2 separate regions of the Mus musculus genome follow, and region 2 is linked to region 1. Evidence: chromatin contacts called from public Hi-C data. All regions are on one chromosome and are shown on one strand. The core of a region is the stretch at or near the end of the contact, and the rest is flanking DNA. Distances in the headings are between cores, read along the strand shown. Region 1 has its middle 80 kb from the start of Gm31894. Region 2 overlaps Plxna4 (plexin A4).

Region 1 (4,875 bases), core at 1,371-3,870:
CAAATAAGTAAATTCGATGAGTATGGGTTGGGAAGAATCCTGGTGATGTGATAGGACACGGGAGGGACAGAAGTGAAGTGGCCACCAGCACACCTAGGCTGAAAGGCACAGCCTGGCTAGAGGAGACTGTGTGTAAACGGGGGAGGGGAGGTATCACACACCACCACACAGCCATAAGGGTGTCAGCTGGCAGTGTATAGAGAAGATCAGAGGCACTCATCCCTACATGGGGTGTCTCCATCAAGTCCCCCCCCCCAGGGAACCCCGAGGAAGAGGAAGCAGAGAGGGGGTAAGAGCCAGAGGGGACAGAGGAGGCCAAGAAAACAAGCCCCTTTAAATCAACATGATCAAAGCTCATATGAACTCCCAGGGTGTGGATGGGGACCCACGGACAGGAACAACCAGACCACATAACGACTTGGCGGGGTGGGGTGGTGGTGGTGGTGGTGGTGTGTGGGGCGGGGAGGTTTAACGCCACATAAGGCAGAAGTAGCCTTGAGTGCGTGGTAACATGATCTTGACATATTGATCCCTCCTACCGTATTTTCATCTCCTCTCACCTTCTAAATTCCATCCAGAACACTAAAAGTCCCCCAGCCCTCCCTGCACCCACATTGGACCTTGGGGGAGCGACTGGTTTTGCATCTTCTTCTGTGTGTGATAGCAGGGGTAGAAACCTGCAGCTGCTCTCCTGAACACCTTGAAGTCATCGACCTGATCTGAGGGGCAGAGGGGGCTGGATAGGGGGCAGATGGTGGCTTCAGGACAGGGTTCAGGAGCGTGGGGGTGGAGTTATGCCGAAGTCTTCGCTCCTGGGTCCACACCTTGCCTCTGCCCTCTCCCCTTATTTTCTCTCTCTAGCCCACCCTGTCTTACCACCCTCCTCTCCCCGTAGCGCTCCCACACACCAGAAGCCCTGGGCCACAGCTTCTGAGGTAGGTGGCCGGCCAAATTCAAAGCCCTGAGCCTGGTTGTCTCAGCTGAGGCAGAGGAAGTCTCTACCATTTGATCTTTATGTTGCTGCTCAGGCGTCTCAGCGGTTACAAATAGCCCAGCCCTCTGCGTGCTGACGGCAGCAATGGGACATTACAGTAATGTACCCATTCAAACAGAGTGGATGCCAAGATTGCTACAGCAGCTTTTAGCCACGGAACATTTAGCCTTCAGTAATAGCATTCTGGGTCCCTCTGGAAGCTTCCTCGCAGATGCACCTGGGATATCCCCGCCCCACCACAGCTCTGGGACCGAAGAAGGGACAAAGAAGAGTTCTCATTTCTGTTGAGGAAACACATTCAAATAAGGGAGCCTCATGCAGAAAATAGGAAAGGGATCGCTGACGAATGCCATGATCATATGATAATGTACGCGCATCCTCCACACCGATCACGGGCGAGGTCTCCTTAACGGCTGTGTTGTCACTGAGACCAGGAGACAGAGCAGCTGTCGGGAGACACACATGGTAGCGCTCTGCCTTACAGCACTACACCCCCAAGCCCATGACCTTGACCTTTTAGACAAGGAAAGTCATTTCAGGGCTGGCCTCGGGAAATGCTAGACTCAGAGGAAGCTGGCCTGTCCTTGGCCTCCCAGGCTCCAATCTCAAGGCTCCTATGCTGTTCTGGGATCTCTACTCTGTGCCCTCCTGTCTTCCTGAGCACCAGTCCTCAGGAGCCCGCAGAATTTACACAGCAGGCCTTGCCTACTAATAGGAGCTCAGTAAATCGCCAAGGCTGCAATAGAATTACCAGAGGCCTTGCTCTGTGGTCACCCATGTGGAGAAATGGAGCAAGACAGTGTCCTATCTCTGTAACCCCTTTACCTCACTACTGCTCACAAAACAGGGAAGAAAACTGATAAGGGTCGGGGGCCTGAATCGGATCTCTCCACCCTGGCTTGCCAAAACTGCACCATCTGTTACCTAAGGGAATTCCCTAGGACTCAGAAGACCCATTCTACAGATGAGGAGAGCGAGGCACAGAAAGGTCCAACACGAGTAGGAAGTGACAGCCATGGAGCTGTATCCCAGCGTTCTAGTCCTTCATCCTATCTACTGTAGCTTTGATCTGTGCTCAAAGTTGCCAAGGTGAATATTTATAAACTCTCAGAACTCAAGAGGTTGTGGAGTAAGTAGGCTCCCCCTACCCCCAAATCACTACACAGCTTGCTTTGAAATCAAACTAGAAAATACCTGGGGAGCACAAAGCGGGTAAATGGGGAATGGGCAGGACCTTGAACTTTGCTCGAAGGTCCACATAGAAGAACTCAGGCAGCTTTTCTCCTCCCAGATTCCACTTTGGGTCTCACTTTTATTGGTCTTTTCTTTAGTTATGTGTTGTTGTTGTTGTTGTTGTTGTTGTTGTTGTTGTTGTTGTTGTTGTTGTTGTTGTTGTTGTTGGTGGTGGTGGTGGTGGTGGTGGTGGTGGTGGTGGTGGTGGTGGCTGCAACCCTCTTGATTTGGTGAGACTTAGCTGCTGCGTTCATGCGGTTTAGTCCGAATCCGTAATTCATCATGCGAACAGCAGAGGGCGCTCGTGTCCTTGGAGAACGAATTGGGTTTCCCACCGCCCCGTTCTCATTCATCCGCGAGGTCTTTACTTCTTTGCTACTGGTGCAGGCTAGGGTGGAGCAATGCTTAAGAGAGAGGGCTTCCGAGCCTGCCAGCTGCAGATCCTGGCACATCTGTGTGTGTGCCTTCCTCATCTGTTCTGCCTTTAAGGAAGCAGAGTGGCTTGGGGAAGAAAACGGAGAAGAGGGGGCGGGGCTTCAGAGCGTACTGACCACATCGGTGAGTCGCTCAGGATTAGCATTTCATCTGAGCACAGGTCAGACTGTTCCCAGAGGAGCAGAGAAGCATCAATTCCTAATAGGGTGGGAGTGGGGTGGAGGGGCAGGGTTTATAAACTTGGCGATCTCTCCATGTTTCTTTGGGCAGGTCACCAAGCCCTTGTGTGTCAAGTTTCTGAATATGAAGCGGAGATTATTTAAAAATTGATCATCTCTAAAGTCCCTTCCAGGGCTCAAGCCTGGGTTTGTACCTTTCTCTCAGTTCTTTCGTAGAGCATACTGGCCTCAGCCCTCTGGCATGCCAGAGCCATGTCTGGGGGACTCAGGGGACTAGGTTGACTGACAGGCAGACCGTCCCATTCCAATCCCTGCTGCTGCCTTCTTTCTGCTCCTTGAGGAGGAAGGCTACCTGGTCACCATGTCCTTGAGACAGTTAGTGTGAGCATCACCTGCAGATGCTGCGACCATCTCCTTGAACAGCCATGCTCATCAGCAACACTACACCGCAGCTCTGACCTGAGTGGGAGGAAGGTTTCCTGCACTGAAGACAAGGTGGTGTGATAGGATGGGGGAAACCAAGCTGTGGTCTTGGCTCTGCAAGGACCTCTCTGGGCACATAGGAGAAAAAATCCTTTGTGTCTTTGAGCCTCAGTATGCCCATCCACAGAATGGGTGGCTGGCATTGGTTTCTAGGCCTTTCTGCTTTAAGGACTGCAGCTCTGAATTCTTGTCAAGCATACTTCTCTATCTGACTCTGTGGAGAAGCAGGAGGAAGGGGACTATTTCTGGAAGATACCAGAGAGGGAAGAGAGAAAAGGAAGATAAGGGGAACCCTTAGAAACATGTACCTCCCTGTCTTAGTCAGGGTTTCTATTCCTGCACAAACATCATGACCAAGAAGCAAGTTGGGGAGGAAAGGATTTATTCAGCTTACACTTCCACATTGCTGTTCATCACCAAGGAAGTCAGGACTGGAACTCAAGCAGGTCAGGAAGCAGGAGCTGATGCCGAGGCCATGGAGGGATATTCCTTACTGGCTTGCTTCCCCTGGCTTGCTCAGCCTGCTCTCTTATAGAACTCAAGACTACCAGCCCAGGGATGGTCCCACCCACAAGGGGACTGCCCCACTTGATCACTAATTGAGAAAATGCCTTACAGCTGAATCTCACGAAGACATTTCCTCAAGGGAGGCTCCTTTCTCTGTGATAACTCCAGCTGTGTCAAGTTGACACACAAACCAGCCAGTACACTTCCCGACCTGCAGGGGGTCTTGGTGAGTTAGGGGCATTTTGGCAGCCCTCTGGTCCCCTGTCTGTTCATGTAGACAGACCATAGATATTTGAGACACCCAGAGACTGGGTGTCTCAATAGGGCACAAGAGGAGGCACAGCTGTATGCGTGTGTACCTGTGATGCAAGATATACTTGTAATAAAATGCAAGCACACTTTGCACAGGTGAGCATCGTCAGTAAACACCGGCCCAGCATCCTTCTCCTCCCCACTCCCTCAACAGACCCACACATAAACTCAAGCACCCCTCCAACTATCACATTGATCCCTAAGGCAAAGAACCATTTACTTGAGGAAGCATGTCTTACAAGATATTAATAAAAGATGTGCCACATTTTAACTTTAAAAAAAAAAAAAAAAAAAAAAAAAAAAAAAAAAACCTCTGGAGCACAGAGAGGAGGATGGCGGGAGACAGAAAAGTCAGGCCTAACTGAAAAGTACTTCCCACACCCAAGCCTTCTTGTAAGCACTAGACTTTAGGACACATCAACCAGATTTTCCAATTCATTGAAAGCACTTGCCAGCTGCTGCCGAGAAACTCCATTGATTGTGTACCGAGCTTGCTCTGACAGGCCCCCAGGAAGGAGGTCCCTGTGAGAGCTCACCATGAACACCAAGCTGGAGTACAGGGCAGTGGGTGAGATCTGGGGATTTTGCCTGGGAGGTGGGGGAACCCAGGCTGAGGCATTATGAGGGAGGGACGGAAGGTCATGATCATTCCCATCCTGAACGAGCATCCTTGGAACTGGATAATGCGACTTTTCTTCCACTGTATCACTCCTGGCTCAGACACACTTATAT
Region 2 (5,196 bases), core at 2,196-4,695, 250 kb after region 1:
AGTGGGGGACATGGAGACAGCTACTGGGCTCCTGGGGGACACACATCTAATACTCTGGCAGATAACCAGGTATGTATCTTATACTCTATAGCAAGTTCTCAGGTGTCTAGCACTCAAGCAGGTAACCTAGCAGGCATCCAGTCTTCTGGCAAGCTCTCTGGCAGATAACCGGGTGAGTGTCTAACACTCCAGCAGGCTCCCTGGTAATGTGGTCCTGGAGCACTCCCGTGGTTGTGCTAACTCAAGTTCCAGCAGGACAAGGTTCACTACCAGCAAACTCAGAGCTCCTGCGCTTCCTCCAGTCACTGCACACTCCCACAGCTCCCACTTCTGCATTGATTTGCTCAGTGGGAGTCTCCATTGCTCTGTCTGTCCTGGTGCAGGACTGTCTTCCTGCATCCTCACTGGATGGAGTCCTTCACATGTAGGAACACCCTTCCCTACCATCCTGCCATCCTTAAGCAAAATCATCTCCCATCTCTCTCCCATTCCAGATGTTCCCAACTGAATGAGTGGTCAGCCAAAGTCCACTGAATTCTTTACATGCTCTGTAAGTCTGTCACCTGACACTAGCTGGACACGATCTTTTGGCTTGAGGAACAAAGGCTGCTGCAATTTGGGGACAGAGTATGATGGTGCTTATAACCGATTGTGTTGCAAGGGGACGGCAGAGGGTGGAACCAGAAACATTTAAATGTATTTCTCTTTCACTAAGAAGTCCATTCAAGCCTCTATTTCTGGCAGGGTGTCTTCCATCTTTGCCATTTTTATTGTAGTCTGTGACTTTTTTCTATGACCTAGAAAATGAGAGGGACCAGAGGCCTAAGAGGTACCTTTGGGTTCTCCAGTAGTCAATCTGTTGGGATTCTCGGCCCCTTAGAAAGAGGGGAATAGAAAAACCAGAATGGACTCCCAGCTAGCGGAAACAGCTTTGTTCTGAGGGGATCATCTCCTTACCTGGCCATAGGATCTGAACATGTCTGTGTGAGCATCTGTCCCTAACAGCACGACCTCCGCCCACATTCCTACTGGGCCCTGACTATTCAATTCAGCACCTGTCTCGAACCACACCCATGCACCAGCTGAAGAGTCACTGAGCTACAGCTGAGCCACTGGGATACCGTGGTGCATGGACCACCGGAAACAGAGTTGGGCACACACAGGGGAGCCCCTGCCTGGGCCCTACAGCAGATAAAGTTAGAGATGTGGTTTGAGAGCTGACCTGCCAGAGCTAAGGGGAGCACTGAGGATACTCACCAAGGTTTTATATTCAATCTGCTGTCGGATGAGTTTGTCCTCACTTAGCGAGTAGCGGGCCTCTCCGGTGATGGCATCAATGGGGCCCTTCTCCATCTGCTGCTTGATGGCACAGAACAGGGAGAAGAGTGGCTCCCCAGCACACTCCTGCATGAGAGAAGAATCCCATGCTTAGAGCTCAGGGAGCCAAGAGATGCAGGGCACCACCACTGCCCTGGCTTTCCTGGTCCTGCCTGCTTCTGGGCTGCCTTTTCCCATTACCCCTTCTGTACTCTTCAGACTTGCATGGGCCCTGTCTCTGTAGACCCAGGTGGTCCTGCTCCTTCTTGCCACCTGTTCAGAGCCTGTCCTTCCTTTCTCCCCTCCTCCCCTCCTTTCTGCTCTTTCTCCTACCCCACCACATCAGCAGAGGCTGGTCCACTGAAGCTTGTGACTGAAAGCCCAGCGGCTCTGCTCTTCCACCTCCTAGGCACATCCTTGGCTCATCTGCAGCATCATGCCTTATGTGCCTGCTCTAGGATCCTTAATCAGCTTCCATAAGTCTGGTACTAGGAGGAAGAAGAGGATGTTGGGAAGGGAGAGGACACCAGGAACTTACAGGTAACGTGTGCTCAGCTAAAATTGGGGAATTAGCTTTTGGACCAAATGGAACCGTCTCAGTGGTACTCCTCATGTGGAAAGAACTAACCACAGAGGGTGTTGTTTCTGAAGTTAGGACCAGACAGGGAGCGCTCTTCAATTCAGTTCCCTGACAATAAAGAACTTCATTTCTTGTGGATTGGATGCATCAGGCTCCAAAAGAATGGACACAGTAGTTGTAAAGCTGGGCAGGCCCAGGAGGTAAAGGCTTACACATAGGGGAGGAAGACGGGCTGGAAATTGGTCCTCATCCCATCCTACCTTGAGGAACTTGTAGAGGAGGAAAGTGAACCAATTAGTCAACATCTTCTCGGCCACCGACTCCGTCCTGGTATCAGTCATAGAGAGGATGGGAGAAAGAAGACAAGAGGTGATTGGTCAGAGGCCATGGGCTGGATAGAATGGGGGAGAACCTGCCAGCATGTTACAGACTTCAGAGTCTGGTAACCTAACACACAGCAGAATCTTATAGCTTGCCAGGCTCCGGGGCTGAGAACAGAGCTCTGTCTGGGAATCTGGATCTTGGCATCTGGGCATGCATATGGCCTATGTGGGGGTCTTCTTTGTACCATCCTATACCACTTCACAGTGATGGCAAAGGTCCTCACCTATGTTGTCCAGTTGTTACTTGCCACACGTGGCCCCTGAACACTTGAAATGTGGCTAGTGGGTCTGAGGAGCTGAAGTTTACACACTTTATTTAGTGAATTTAGATTTGAGTCATTATATGTGGTAGAAGTTTTCCTATTGGATGGAACAGCCTTAGAAAAATTTGAGAATGCATTGATGGGCACATCCCTATTGATAAGAAAGAAAGGAGAAATAGAACAGGAAACAAGGGGGTACCAGTTAGGTGGGACATAGGAAGAAAAGAGGAATCTGTAGCGGGACATAGGAAGTCAATCACAATAGAGAGACCAGGTATTCCATATAAATCCTGCTGCCTTATTTAGACCCACAGCATTGGCAGCCACACAGAGGAGGGCCATAGCATTGTCCTACCTCAAAGGCCGCTGCAACAGCAGGCAATACTTATTTGAGTCTAACATGTCACAATGCAAGCCTTCTTATTGTTTTCTTTGGAAAAGTGGATGCTGTGGTGGCATTGTTGATTTAGGATGCACACTGGCCGTATTTCAAGTGCCCAGTAGCTAAATGGGGCCAGTAGCAAGTGGACAGCCTAGGTTGAAACTTGGGTTGAGAGCATGGCCAGCTCCAGAGACAAATTAGCCCATCCTGATAGGTTTGGTGGATTTAAATACACAGTTGTTAGTTGTTAACTGAAATCTCCAGGTGTCCAGATAGCTGCTGGTTGGCAGTGAAGCCAGGGAAGGGAAAGAAGGAAGAATGTTGGAGGTTGGGGGGGGGGGCAGCCAGTGGCAAGAAGAAAAGAAGGAAGTGGCAGGGGGTGGGGTGGGACAACAGTGCAGAAGCATCCGGGAGCACAAGCAGAAAATAAGGAGAGAAGACAGAGCCCCAGAGTGAGACCATGAGACCACGCCAGGAAGTTGTCAGTGGGAGTGCTAGCAAGCAGCGGCAACCCTAGAATTATGCCAGTGGGTGGCTACACAGCGAAAGTAAAACAAAAATCAAAATTATCTACCTTGCCGCTGGCAGAGCTGTGGGATTCTCCTCTGCACTGGAGCCTTTTGCAGCTGTGTGCACAAGTGCCCTCCCTCCCCACCAGAGAAATCCCAGAGCAAACTGTTCAGAAAACTAAGTCTATCTGGCTGCCAGTCACCGGTGAGCAATCCTGAGAGGCCTGGAGTCTGACATGGAAACCACGGGGCAGAGGTCAGGTGGGATGGGGTGGTCTGAGCAGAAAGCTGGGGACAGGTGTTTTTCATGGTGTTTTCTAACTGCAGATGTGCCACAGGGCTGGACATTGGATTAATAACTAAGAAGCGATATGCTCATCGTTCAAGGGGAGCAAGCCGAGAATGGAGTACCTGCGGTTTTCTAACCAAGTCAAAGTCCCAGGGCAGACAGGGCTGACACTTGTCTAACCTTGTGAGTTTTCAAAACATGTGGTAGAAACATGTGTTATGGTTCAAAGGAGATATTTTCTACAGGTTCACAGGTTTGAACGCTGGGTCCCCAGATGGTGGTGACACTGCTTTGAACAGTCATGGAACCTTTAAGTGATGGGGCCTGGCAGGAGGAAGCAAACCACTGGACACAAAGCTGCCAATCCCTTGCTCACCATGATGGCCTGTATTTCCTCAAACCATGAGCCGCAAGAAACCACTCCTACTCTGACTTGCTTGTGTCAGGAGACTGGCCACAGGCATAAGGACACCTAACAGCATCTGACTGTCCAGCAGTAAGTCCTGTGCCTATGGCAGGGGTCAGGACCTGTTTGCTGGGCTGCACTGAGTCAGTTGTCCTAAGACTTTCACTTCCTGTTTCTCAAATGGGAACTTTTTAATTACTTACTTAGTTCCCTGTTAAAATGTAGGTCCCCATCAGGTCTGGCAGAGGCCTACATAGCTTTCTGTCTATATGCTTGTATTCTGCTCTTGTTACGGGCTCACGGGCAGCTTGTGGTCTTGTTCTACTTCTAGTCCAGGCCTAGGTGAGGCCAGGCCGTGGCCTAACTGATCACTGACCCAGAATGACAGGGGAAATGGTACAATTCAGAAGGTCAGGAATATAATGGAAAGCAGGTACAGGATGAACTGGGCTGTGGACACCCAGGTAACATGTGGGAGTGGCCTCTCACAGGTCAGTGCATCACCCTTAGGAAACATAGCTGATCCCTCTGCAGCCTGCCTGGTGAACCTGAGGGCTTCCACGAGCCGTACATTAGGATTGGGCTGGGGTAGGGGATACTCTGACCCCAGCTGGCCACCGTAGGCCTTTCTCACCTCCTGAGCAGCAGCTTGGGGTGGTTCTTGCTCTCCAGGTTCTTATCAATGAGGTCAGCCAGTAGCTGCTTCAGCACGTCAGTGGCATACTCTAGCTTGCTCTGAAGTACCGTCATGATGAGGGAGGCCACGTTACCTCGGTCGCGCATGGAAAAACTGCGCTGAGACTCCAGAGTGCGGATGAAAGAGAGCAGGAACACCTTGTTGTTGATGAGCTGGGCGAAGAGCTTGAGTCCTTTCTCCACACGCTCCTGCCGGTAGCCTGGGACCTGCGGGGAGATTTGGGATCTTAACATGAGCTTCTGGCTGCCTCGCTAACTGCCCGAAGAACAGGCCCCTCTATTGTGCACACAGTTGATCCGGCTAACACAACCAAGTCCTTCTCAGTTGTCATGCATGATGGGGCCTAGTATCTGTTTACCCTCTGTACTGG

The links. A called contact is a pair of places that touch in the nucleus more often than the background predicts.
Region 2: a contact with region 1 is called in a Hi-C map of cerebral cortex, with 3 times the contacts expected there. The contact joins two enhancer-like sites. A contact is called at or near these places in 8 of 484 Hi-C or Micro-C datasets (cerebral cortex, cortical neurons, embryonic stem cells and 2 more), 4 of 115 datasets of contacts at active chromatin or transcription factors (SST interneurons, embryonic stem cells and forebrain) and 1 of 9 other capture datasets (embryonic stem cells).

The regions. Positions count from the first base shown.
Region 1 is chr6:31,935,826-31,940,700 of GRCm38.p6, forward strand. No RefSeq gene overlaps it. Among named protein-coding and RNA genes, the nearest start is that of Gm31894, 80 kb to the right of the region's middle. Within about 2 kb of position 2,621, at least 46 of the 459 cell types and tissues checked have an H3K27ac peak or open chromatin away from gene starts, as enhancers often do. A contact at or near this core is called in cerebral cortex, where this site is marked.
Region 2 is chr6:32,180,531-32,185,726 of GRCm38.p6, forward strand. Plxna4 (plexin A4) reads right to left here. Exons shown (of 32, transcript NM_175750.3): 22 at 4,764-5,032; 23 at 2,158-2,224; 24 at 1,258-1,404. Among named protein-coding and RNA genes, the nearest start is that of Gm13850, 71 kb to the left of the region's middle. Within about 2 kb of position 3,446, at least 14 of the 459 cell types and tissues checked have an H3K27ac peak or open chromatin away from gene starts, as enhancers often do. A contact at or near this core is called in cerebral cortex, where this site is marked.